Regions from separate parts of the Zea mays genome. Here region 2 is linked to region 1. The links are chromatin contacts, called in public Hi-C maps. All regions are on one chromosome and are shown on one strand. Each heading gives the region's core, a stretch centred on a gene start, on an enhancer-like site or on the middle of the called end of the contact. The rest is flanking DNA. Distances are from core to core; before and after follow the strand shown.

The links. Hi-C and Micro-C count contacts between places; a contact is called where the count stands out from the background.
Region 2: a Hi-C map of ear shows a contact between it and region 1, with 5 times the contacts expected there. The contact joins the promoter of LOC100384040 here to the promoter of LOC100282242 in region 1. A contact is called at or near these places in 3 of 25 Hi-C or Micro-C datasets (ear, leaf and tassel).

The regions. Positions count from the first base shown.
Region 1 is chr5:59,318,271-59,324,201 of Zm-B73-REFERENCE-NAM-5.0, reverse strand. LOC100282242 reads left to right here and starts at 2,110. Exons shown (of 5, transcript NM_001155154.1): 1 at 2,110-2,358; 2 at 2,597-2,669; 3 at 2,782-2,874; 4 at 4,325-4,408; 5 at 4,911-5,375. The coding sequence starts at 2,213. The coding sequence ends at 5,066.
Region 2 is chr5:59,813,091-59,819,021 of Zm-B73-REFERENCE-NAM-5.0, reverse strand. LOC100384040 (3-phosphoinositide-dependent protein kinase-1) reads right to left here and starts at 2,985. Exons shown (of 7, transcript NM_001176648.1): 1 at 2,861-2,985; 2 at 2,625-2,707; 3 at 2,057-2,221; 4 at 1,747-1,824; 5 at 1,374-1,653; 6 at 663-1,030; 7 at 297-559. The coding sequence starts at 2,680. The coding sequence ends at 430.

The DNA of each region.
Region 1 (5,931 bases), core at 861-3,360:
TTTAATCCCTATTTAGGGTTAAGTTCCCTATCCAGGGTTCTATTTGCAAAATGCTATAACAACACAACTTGTTTGAAATTTTTTTACCTAGTGAATGCACTCTAGGTATATCAAACATATGCAATGCCAATGTTTATGATGCCATGCTCAAGTTTTAGTTACAGTAACACCAGGGGTGTTACAGCGCCTATCTGGGATCTAGTTACTTGCTGGTCGCCTGGTCTGGTCACTGGTGCCCCCTGCTGGCTACTTGGACATCTAAAATTGTGTTCTGTTTTTATTCTCCTCCCATTCTTGCCCTCAATCTAACCTGTCCGGTTGTCCGACTGTCTCTAGTACTCGGCTACTCCTTGGCTGCTCCTTGCTTGCTGGTCGCTCTGCTCGGCTGCTCCTCGGCTCCGTTCTGTCGTCTCTAGTGCTCTGGCTTGAAAAGGTGTGTTTAATCTCTCGCCCTTTAATTCTTGTAATCGTCTGGACAGTTAGATGTACGTTTAATTCCATTTTTGTTGCCTTGAACCTTATAGCCGTTGAGGTAGCCGGAGGCGACTGTTTATTGTAGTCGTCGAGCTCGTGGTCGCAGTGAAGGTCATGGACCTTGACGTGGCTGCAGAGGAGGAGTGTCGGCTTGAGGACCATAATGAGGCTGAGGATGCTAGGTTCTTCATTGGTTTGGGTGAGACCCATGTAGATCCTATTGAGATCGATATTATCGTCGGCTCTAGAATAGGGACTGGCACAGGCTCCACGAGCCCGCTAGAGTTAGTCCCTGATTCTGATGCTGGTGGTAGCAACTCAAACTCGAAGAAAAGATCCAAGTGCTGGAATGACTTTGATGAATTAACTAAGATTGTGAATGGTAAGAAAGTCAGGTATGTTGCTTGTTGCGATTTCTGTAAGCAAACGCTTACTGCTCGATCTACTTCTGGTACTGGACATTTGCTTCGGCATAATTCCCTGCTAAGAAAGCACATGAACGCTCTGGGCAAGTCTAATCTGTGCTTAAGTACAATGTTGATGGTACTTTGCAATGTTGGGAATACTCTACTTCTATTGCTAGGACTGAACTGTGTCATTTGATTGCTAGGGATGACCTTCCTTTATGACATGGCTCTACACTCAAGCTATCTCTACTGTTGCATCTACCTCTGAGTTGGCTTCCTACTTAGACAGTGATACTATCACTGAGTTTGATGAGGACTTCATGTCCTTTCTTGGTGGCATCAGCATAAGTTAACGTATCCTATTCTTTCACTACTAGCTAAAGATGCCTTGGCAGTGCCAACATCAACTATTTTCTCATAGTCTACCTTTAGTCTTGCTGGCAGGGTGATTGAAGAGTGTCGACGTCGTCTAGCTTCTGATATGGTAGAGATATTATCCTGCATCAAAGATTGAGAACTTGTTGATGCTCACCTGCAACACAGTGTGGAGGAAGACACACAAGAACTTGAAGCTGAGCGCGATAACCTATGGCTTGATGACCCAGCAACACAATCAGCTAGGGATGATGAAAATGCTTAGTCTTGTAACCTACTAGTCTTACGTCTTATGAGTTGTATTGAACTAATGATCTGTATACTATAATGGACTATAAAGAGCTTATAAACTTAGGAGTTGAGGTGCACTCTTTTTTCCTTTTTAGGATTTTCTCATGAGGTATGAGTTTTTACCTAAGAAGATTTTTAATGAGACGGCCATTACACTAACAGCTCCTAATAATCATTTCATATATGTGTTTGTGTAATATCCTGTGAACTAATTGTAATATCCTGTTATCATTTCATATTTGTATTAATCTGGTATTATCTTGTGAATTGACAAATGAATTCTGTTGTCTTAATATCTGTATATAATATGTTATTATGTCTAATGAATTTTGTTAAATATATGTATTTATGTTCTGCTCTAGTGTTGGTTCGGGTCAGTGGCTGGCCTGCTACGTTCAGGCCCACCGGACGGTCGGGTCGGCCCGATACTATTTATCTCTGTGCGTGCCGGGCTTAGGCATGTTCCTGGGCATGTAGGCCAGCACGATACGGCCTAGAGCATCATTGGGTCATGTCTAGCTTGACATTATTTATAGTTAGGCGAAACGGGTTTGGACCGGGTCTATGCCGGTGGCTGTTTGGACATCTGTTGACACACCCCACCCCGTTGCCAAGCGGCGCCAAACCAACGAGAGCACCCGGACCAGACGCCCAAGTCGATCGCCATGGCGATGAAGCCGGCGGCGGCGGCTCCCCCTACCCCGGCCGCGGCGCACAGCGTGTTCGTCTACGGCAGCCTGATGGCGGACGAGGTGGTCCGCACCATCCTCAAGCGCGTCCCGCCCGCCGCCCCGGCCCTCCTCCCAAACTAGTACGCCCGCTCGCCCCTCCATCCCTCCGCCTCCCCCCCGTCTTGGTGGTGGCCCTCGGTTCCCTGGGGGCGTCGCTTTCGTTTCCGTGTCGTCGTAGTTCGCTGTCGCAGTGCCGTGTGCACGCACGCTAACGAGAGGGATTTACGGTTTATATACTTATGTGCTTACTTCTGCAGTTCTGCTTGCAACCTGTAACTTCAGTTTTATTTGCTACGGTCATTTCTGTTTGTTTTGCAGCCACCGGTTCAACATCAAGGGCCGCATTTACCCGGCGATCCTGCCCGTTGAGAGCAAGAGAGTTGCTGGGAGGGTCTGTTGTTGATTACTCTTACTGTCACATGCTACGAGTGTTCGAGTCCAATCCTGATTTGCTTCTCTGTTTGCATTTATTTTACCACTACCTTAAATAACTGGTTCTGCAGGTTATCATGGGTGTTACTGATGAAGAGCTCCAGCTTCTTGACGCGTTTGAAGACGTGGAGTACACGAGGACAAGAGTTGAGATATCATTGGCTGTAAGTGCATCTGGCATTTTGGCCATTATTATATACAAGCAAATATTTCGGTGATTAGTGAAGCAAATGAAACTAACTACTCTAGTAGTGATCCAGTTGTTTCCATACTGCCTAACCGACATGATACAACATCATCAGTGTCGCTGTTTCTGCTCTAGAGCATCTCCATCAATACCTCAAACTGATATCTTAAATTGAAATATAGGGCCGCTCTACACAGTAAAAACTGAATATCTGGTACTTTCAACTTTATGATTGTATTCCAGGCAGAGCACAACATCCTTATGCATCCATTTCACATGTTAGGTGTAGCTGGTGTATTCGGCGGTTCCCTATTCAGTGCTATGCATGGTTCCTTGGTAACCTCTAGTTTGATCAGGGAAACCACTGAAAATGAGTCTGCTAATGAGGGTTACAAATTTGGTCAGGAAGAAGGCAAAGTATCCGATGCACATAGACTACTTATGCACATATGCACACATAAAATCCAGACCCTCCATCTAGAATCCAACGGCACCTGACTTTTGCAAAAAGAACCTCCCGCAACAGCTGCCAACGGTTGTTGCAAAAAGAACCTCCCGCAAAACCTGTTGGAGTACCGTTCGATTCAATATGTACGATCTCGATGTTATGTGTGCACATGTGCATTTCTTGGCTATGTGCATTCGATACTTTGCGCAGGAAGAATGTCTCATTTTATAAAATTTGGTCAAAAAATTATAGGGAATCGTCTCAAATGCATCAAATATACTAATCGTAGTGGGCTGTCCTATAATCTAGATTTGATGCTTTATTGTTGGAGCAGAAGTTTTTGTTGGTGCCCTAAATTCTATAAAATATACTCATTTTTAAATTATAGAGCATTTTTATGGGTCACACTTTTAGAGATGCTCTTGGGGGATGTTTGGTTAGCCTGGCTAAATTTTAGTTTGTGTCACATTAAATATTTGAATATCAATTATGAGTATTAAATATAGGTTTAATAAATTCGTCTCGTCTTTTAGTTTTTATTTGTAATTAATTTTATAATTAAACTATATTTAAACCCGTAATTATCATTCACACATTTTATGTGAGAGACTAAACTTTTGTGTGGAACCAGACACCCTCTTAGTCTTCTTCCCTGGAGTAGCAACTACAGTAGCATCTCTTAATGCGCCATTTCTTTCAAGCAACTACATTAGCATCTCTTGAGGCGCCATTTTTTTCATTACGAGATCCCATTCTCTATATGGTGTCGGATATCGGGTCGGTTATGAACGCCTTGTTCTCTACAAATTCTGCACGAATAATCATGCTTCCCTCTTCTGTCCATCCTTGGAATACCATCGTGGATCATTTTATAACTGGGAAGCCATCGTTCATTGTGTTTGTTTGCTGTTTTGCCCTGAATAGTGGCACTTCTTGCAGTCCGTTATTTCTCATCTAGAGATGTTGTTTTGCGTTGTAGGACTCTTCCGAGAACATGCTGGCTGACACTTACGTGTGGAGTGATGCAGAGGATCTCAATCTTTATGGAGAATGGGACTTTGAGGTGATATGACTTGTTTCCTGCAGTCCTGGGGTGTTAATGCTATGTGATTATCATGCTACGTGGATCATATCAAAATGATGAACTCTATCAGCTACTGCCGTCCTCGGGATCTAAAATTCTGTTGCAACCACGCACAATGAATGTAGTGATTTTCTCGCATATATAATACTCCCTTTGTCCCAAAATATAATTCGTTTTAGACTAAACACACATTTATTAATTAATCTACGGATGTAGTTTGTACTGCATTTATTGTCATTCGGATGATGAATGTGAGGACTAGAAAGAACTATATTTTAGAACGGAGGGAGTGGAGGGAGTACTGAAAACAGAGGCCTATTTCTGGCGACAACTCTTTATCAATACAGTAGTCCATGCCCCCATCTATCTGTTTCCATTACACCCATAGCCCAGAATGTGCTTATGTGCCCAAAATGTGGTAGGAGTATGTACAAATGTGACCTTGTGCTTTCTAACTACAAAGTTTATCTCCTCTCCACAGGAGTGGAAGAAACTGCACATGAAGGATTTCCTTGCGATGACGAACGGTTTCATGCACGAGCTCGAGCAGCCTGAATCGAAGACCCGGGTGGAGACCTACCAGGAATTCATGCAACAACAGGAACAGCCTGCGCCGGGGACCCAGGTGGAGGGTTGAGAGCTGCAATCCGCTGGCTGCTGATCTACATCTAGTCAATTCCCATGGAGGAATTGCATTGGCATTGGACTGTACCGTATCTAATAGGTCACCTATATCATTTGTGAAGATCAGGATTATCCGGTCTATAATAACTAAACATACAAATAAAATGTCCACCGAGGTTTCTGTTGATTCTTTATGTCATTGTTGACCCCATGGCTGCTGCTCAACTGCTGATGCGCGGTCTCTATAATTTGTGAAAGAAGATAGTGATTAACTTACATAATGCAATAGTTAAGTACATGTATATGAAACAGTTTTCCTTGAGATTTCTGTTGATTATTTTGTCGTTGTTCATCCCATGGCTGTTTGTGGAATATGATTAGGAGTAACCTGTGAGATAGAATAATTAAGTACAGCGATGAAGTTGTCACTGAGATTGTTGAACACATGGCTGGTGGTTGGTGACTGGTGCTGAACAGTTGATGCACGGTCTTTAGCAGTAACGGACTAAAAGGAATTCAGACGCCACCAAAATCTTACTACAAGCTTGCTTCTGGAACGTCGGATTCTTTTTAATTCAGCTATATTCGTCTTAAGTTGTGGCTGCAAAGACTGACACACTGTCTCTAACATCGTCCTTACCGTCTTATCTAAAAGATTCTCTATATTTTCTTATCCTCCAACAATGACCTCTATATTTCTTCCTCTATAAATAAATATCTATATTAAAAGTTCATAAGGAACAAACTACAGCCTTCTAATTACCGCACCACTTATTGATTTATGCTATATAAAAAATATATACTATAAATATATATAGTAATAATTTTAAAATAAAAATTGTGTCGAACTGGACCAACATTGTAGGCAGAGAAGACCG
Region 2 (5,931 bases), core at 1,736-4,235, 490 kb before region 1:
TCAAGGATATGATTCATAGAGCAGCAGATGAGATGTTGAAGACAAGTCCAGAACGAGTTTGGCCTATCCAATCAAAGGTACGTATGAGATGCAACCAAACCAATTGTTATAACAGTACAACCAAGACACAGAACCTTTTTAAAAAATATCCATCCTTATGTCTTGGTTTCATCGGTTACACTAATTGGTTTGGTTGCACTTAATCCGTTTCCCCAATTCAAAAGCCATAGCTCTTGTAAATAATCCCCAGTCCAATATGCTTCAGGTGAGAATGGACACAAAAAAACCCAGGTCATCATCACATTCATGCTGCATTAAGCACACTAGTATTTACACAGCCACATTTTCCGCGACATGAAATCTGGTTGCCTGTTGAATTTCAGTTGAGTTATAATGTTACATAGATCAAGGCATAAAGAACATCACCAATCACCAGCTTCCTCGAGGGGCTTGTGGCACTTGTTGAACAGCAGCTAGAGGGTTCATCTGGACAGAGAACGCAAGCTGAAGTGCATCAAAAAATGCTCGTCGCAGGGAAGCAGCTTGCTGGAACACAGCCCTGTTCAGCAGATTCATACACATAGCATTCACTTGGACTGTTAAAGCACGAAAACAAAACAAGGTGCCTTGGGCCATAGTAAAGTCGACCGAGGGGTTCTTACCTCTTCAAGCCAGCAGTTTTCCTTCGCAGCACGTACATGGCTGAGAACAGCAGAGAGAACAGAAACACTAACTTACCACTGGGTAGAACAATATGTATTTTCCCAAACTTCAGGCGAATTGAATGAAACCACCAGAAAAACGGATCAAAATGATTTGCAACATGCTGAGCTTGTTGAGCAGACTTCAGCAGGACCTTTTTGAGCCCATCGCACGCAGGAACTATCTTTGGAGGATCCTCATGTGGCGATGGTGTTGAGTCATTTGTAGAAGTAGAAAGGTTCCTCTCTGCTGTTTGTTTTACCCCTTCAACAGTGGACAGTTTTTTATTTGCAGCTAATTGCACTGCATGAAGCTTTTTTAGTAGGTCCTGTAGAAAGAAAGAAAAAAAATGTCTTGATGAAAAAAGAATGCAACAGTAAAACCTCTAAAGAAAATAAAGAATGACGGGAATTCAAAACAAATTGCTTTGGAAATATGAAGAGCCCTAGTTTAGCATGGAACTATAGAAGTTATTCGGAAATGAGAAGCATACTGTAGTGGGAATTAATTCATACAAGAAATAGTTTTGGGAACATAAGAATCCTACTTTAGCATGAAAATTATCTGGACCTATAAGATCCCACGCTGGAAGACCTATGTTAGCATAATGGAACACTCAGATTCTTATGCTGTAGTAGAATTATTAAGTAGCGTTTACAAAAAAAAAAAACCTGCCGGCTTTGCTCAGTTAGATGAGCCTTTTCTGCCCATGAGATAGCAGTTTCACTATCTTGAGAGACAATACAGAGGAATGTTACTGTATACAATTCTGCCACCTCAAAATACTGGCCAGTTGACATAATAGATTTAACGACAAAACCATTTGAAGTGCTGTCATTTCCTCCATCAAAAACATAAACCTCATCATCCGTATATCTCCAATTGGCAAGGTACTCCTCAAAGATTGGTCTGAGGTCAGATATAGATCCTTCTGCCATTTGAATGGTAGCTCTATGAGGAGAAATATAGCAGTCATTGATACAGAAAATTGATGGATACATTTCAGGTAGTACTAAGTATATGGGACTTATGAGTAGCAATTACCCTGTAAGGAAAACTCTAGCAGGCACTGATGGCACTGAACCAAACATCATCTTAAGCTGAGCAAACATCTCAGAGGCCCTGGAATATTTAGCGTAGTGTGTTATGATAAAGACTTAAACACGAGCTCTGCGTATGTTCAGCACAGAGCTACATCATCAGTACGCAGGGATCCGATGCTTTCCATTTGGCAAATCTAGGCACTAATTTCGTCACCAGCAGTTTGTCTCGTTACAGCAGATAGCAATATACCAAATCTGGTTCCGGCAGGATGTATAGGTACAAAAAAAAACAGAAATCGAGAAGGATTTACCTCCTGAGTTCTTTTAGTGCCTGCACAAGCACCATCCCAGCCGATTCAAGCATCTCCAGGAGCTCATCCTGGTCGCTAGCGCTCTCCAAAGAAGCCATGTGTATTTCATCGGCGACGGATAAAGCAGTCAACACCGCCTGGTCAAATGATCCACTGACTAGATAGCTGAAACATGAGGATGGCAACAGGGTAAGGAAACAGCTGACCGCACTTCTTACTTTTCAGATAAAATATGGCCTTGCATATTCAGGTATGCAACGGAAAGCACTGTAAACAATGGCAGGCACTCCGCAACTCCATCGCTCATCAGCAGGCAGGAAAAGTAGGCTATAAAAAATTCGGCAATCATGACAGTCATATCAAATGATGAGAATATGCTTCTGTGGCTTCCACTCCTCTTGCAGTTCCAAACCGGATAAAGCAAGATGATCGGAACAGATTTGTACTCAGGACAACGTAGTTCGATTGCACAACCAGTGCTCGTCAACTAGTAATAGCCAATAAGCAAGGGCAGGGAACAAGCTACCCTAAGTAAAGGACGGGGAAGAAGGGAAGCGGAGAATCTTACTACTCGGCATCGTCGATACGCTTCCAGAGAGGCGATTCCTGGGCAGAGGTCCCCATGGTTCGAGGAGCAGGGCACGGACGGATCTAGTAGAAGGACATGGGTGTACACATGGACACCCAATAATTTTCGCAAATAGTTAGAAAGTTACTAGGCATCGAACAGCCAAATAGCTTGAGGTGGGTGGGGAACTCGGCGTCGCACAGCAGCAGGGAAGAGAAGGGGGTGGGAGGGAATACCTGCTGTCTGGGATCTCTTTGATCGGCGAAGGCCTCGGCACCTGGTGTAGGATGGCGGGCGTGTCTCGATCTGGGCCGAGAAACTGTCGGCGGCGCGAGCCAGGCGGCGGCGGACGAGAGGGATGCGAGGAGGACGGGAACGAGGTCACTGCTGAGCGGTGGGAAAATTCGCTGATGAATGTCATCTTAGGCCCTGTTCGTTTTTATCAAATCCATGGGATTGAGAGGGATTGAATCCCCTACAAGTCAAAATCCCCCTCAATCCACTCCAATCCCCCTCGATCCCCATGGATTAGGGATGAAACGAACAAAGCCTTAGGGTGTTTGGAATTTTGGAATTGAAGTTTTTTCACAGTTTTGGAAGTTATATACAGAATAGTGTTTGACAAGCTGACTAAAATCTCTGTTTTCAAAACTGAAGTATTGCAAATACTATAGTTGTTTTAAGATATTTTAAACTTAAATCTGGACCTCAGTTTTCAAAATTGTGATATTGTAAACTACGGTATTGTCATGACTAAAGTATACTGTAGTATTTAAAAAACTGTGGTTTTTAAAAATTTTATTCCCAAACAAGACCTTAACTTGACCATGTAAAAAAGATCAATCGCTAACAAAACATAGAAAATATCCCTGCTAATACTCTCAGTTTTTTTATTTAACACCAGTAGTACAAACTAAAAGTATTCAAAATACTTATCGCTAGTAGTATAAAGTAAAACATCTTTCCTTTTTTACCCTCTTATACTCCCCGCTCAGATTTGAGAATTACTCCAGATGAGCACGTTTGTGCAGCCAACACCTGCTAGAATTAGGGATAATTTAGTCTGGCTTCGGTTATATTAATTTGTGCTAACTGATCGGAAACGTTAAATAAAAGAAAACGGATGGAGTACAATTCTTCCTGAATTGTAACACCTTGTCTAATGGGTCATGTTTCTTTTTGTTTTTAATCTAAAATTAAATTAAGGAATGACTAGATGATCATTTAACACTGTATAATTTAATACTACCTCTATTGTTAAATATTTATCGTCCGCTAGTTTATTTTTAAACTAAACGACGACAAATAAAAAAATGAAGAGAGTAGTGAATGTCGTGCCCCTGCACATGATATATCAAATTCAATTATGAAATCTTAATTTGGATTTAAGTATTGTGTCTATGTAAGTGTAATTTGAGCAGGAAATGATTAATAAGTGGAAGCATGTATGCATGAGATTTGACTGTGTAATGCTAATGAAATGTAATATGTAGGATTGTAAAAGTGAACATAAATAAGCTTATAGTAAAACACAATAACCAGTTATTAGAGCACTCAAGAGACTCTCTGTATTTTTCTTAATCTATATAAATAGAGTTTTTTAATTTAAAAAACACCCCACAACAACTTATCTAAATAGTTATTCAAATATAGCCATCTCTTATTTGGATTTTCTCGCTAGCCAAATATAGAAAACGTGAATGACTCTTTAAAGTGTAAGCAATATATAGAAAGATTGTTGGAGATTGAAAATATATATAAAGTGATTTTTATTCAAATGACTCATTAAATGAAATTTAGCGAGTAAAATTTAGTAGACTCTTGAAGACGATCTTAGTTGGACATGTTTTTCAACGTCATTGCGTCTATCATCATATAAGTACGTTTTTAGCGTGTCTATTTATTTTGGTAGCTCAAGATGTTGACATGTACACATGCAAAAGGGATCGTTTGTGCAACAGATATCTTGGAGACATAGTTGATATTAGGGATGATAATGAGGAATTTATGTCGGGGAATAGCTCTCCATTCCTGTCCCCATTCTAAGGAAAATGAACCTCAGCCCATTTAACTAAATAATTTTGGTGTTTGATGATCAATATAATCTGTGGACTAATGTATTTGTTAGTGTTTGTATTTGTAGTTCACATGACGCTAAAGTGACTTGGACTAAGGCATTGAAGAAGCAACACCTCAAAAAAGACATTATGAAGACCATAAGTGAAGATCAACAATTATTAAGCAAAGTCCAAGACATGAAGAAAGTGTAACCACCGGCGGACCATCCGACTGAGAGCACCGAACTGTTCGGTGGCACACCGGACTGTCTGGTGCCACGTGCTGGACTATCCGGTGCACCAGTGAACAGGAACCTAACGACTAGTTTCTAGTAACACTATGGAGGAGAGCCACCGGACTGTCTAGTGCAAGGCTAACGCGTTGAAACGATCACTTGAAACGATCATATCCAGCGACTAGTGGAGCACCAAACTGTTCGGTGTGTCGCAGAGAAGCAGCAGCTTTTCTCCAACAGCTAGTTTCGAGTTGGGACATATATGTACTTCAACCAACCGACCATTTTATAAACCCTGAATAATGCTTAAGAAGTTTTAACTAGTTCTTTATTATTTTGAGAATAATAATAAAGTCTATTTGAACCCGTGTTTTATTTTGAGGCATGTTTCTTATAAAAAAGGCTAAATAAAAGCGTTAATTCACGCATCATGCTGGAGTTATTGTTTGTGCATTATATTTGGATTTGTGATTCAAACTTTACTAAATCTAAATTAGAAAATGTATAATGGGTGAATAAATAAATAGACTCATTTATATATGAAGATAAAACTTTGCATCACGATCAAGAGTGGCTCAGACCCTCAGTGTGCCCTCACTTACTCACCTTGGAAGTGTTTAAGGGTCCGATCGACCCGAGGCGACAAAGGGAACACATCTTGTGGGTAAAGATGTGCAACTTCTGCAGAGTGTAAAACTGGTATATTAGTTGTGCTGGCTCGGACCCTCACATGAGTATTCTATGGAATTAAACTTAACATGTCATTTGTATTGCACTGTGGGATTCATTATCAATTGTCTCTCACCATGGCAAGGATGGGGAGGGGAGGCCGAGCAGCGCAGGGGGCCGGGCCGAGCCGGGGGGGCACCACCGCCATAGGGGGGAGGGGTGTCGTCGCCGGGGAAGCGAGAGAGGGAAGTGAGAGAGGGGCTACACATGCGGGAGAGAAAAAAACGAAGAACTTTATGTGCAACAATGGTGGAGGGCTCACCAGAGAAGTCGGAGTTCGCCGGA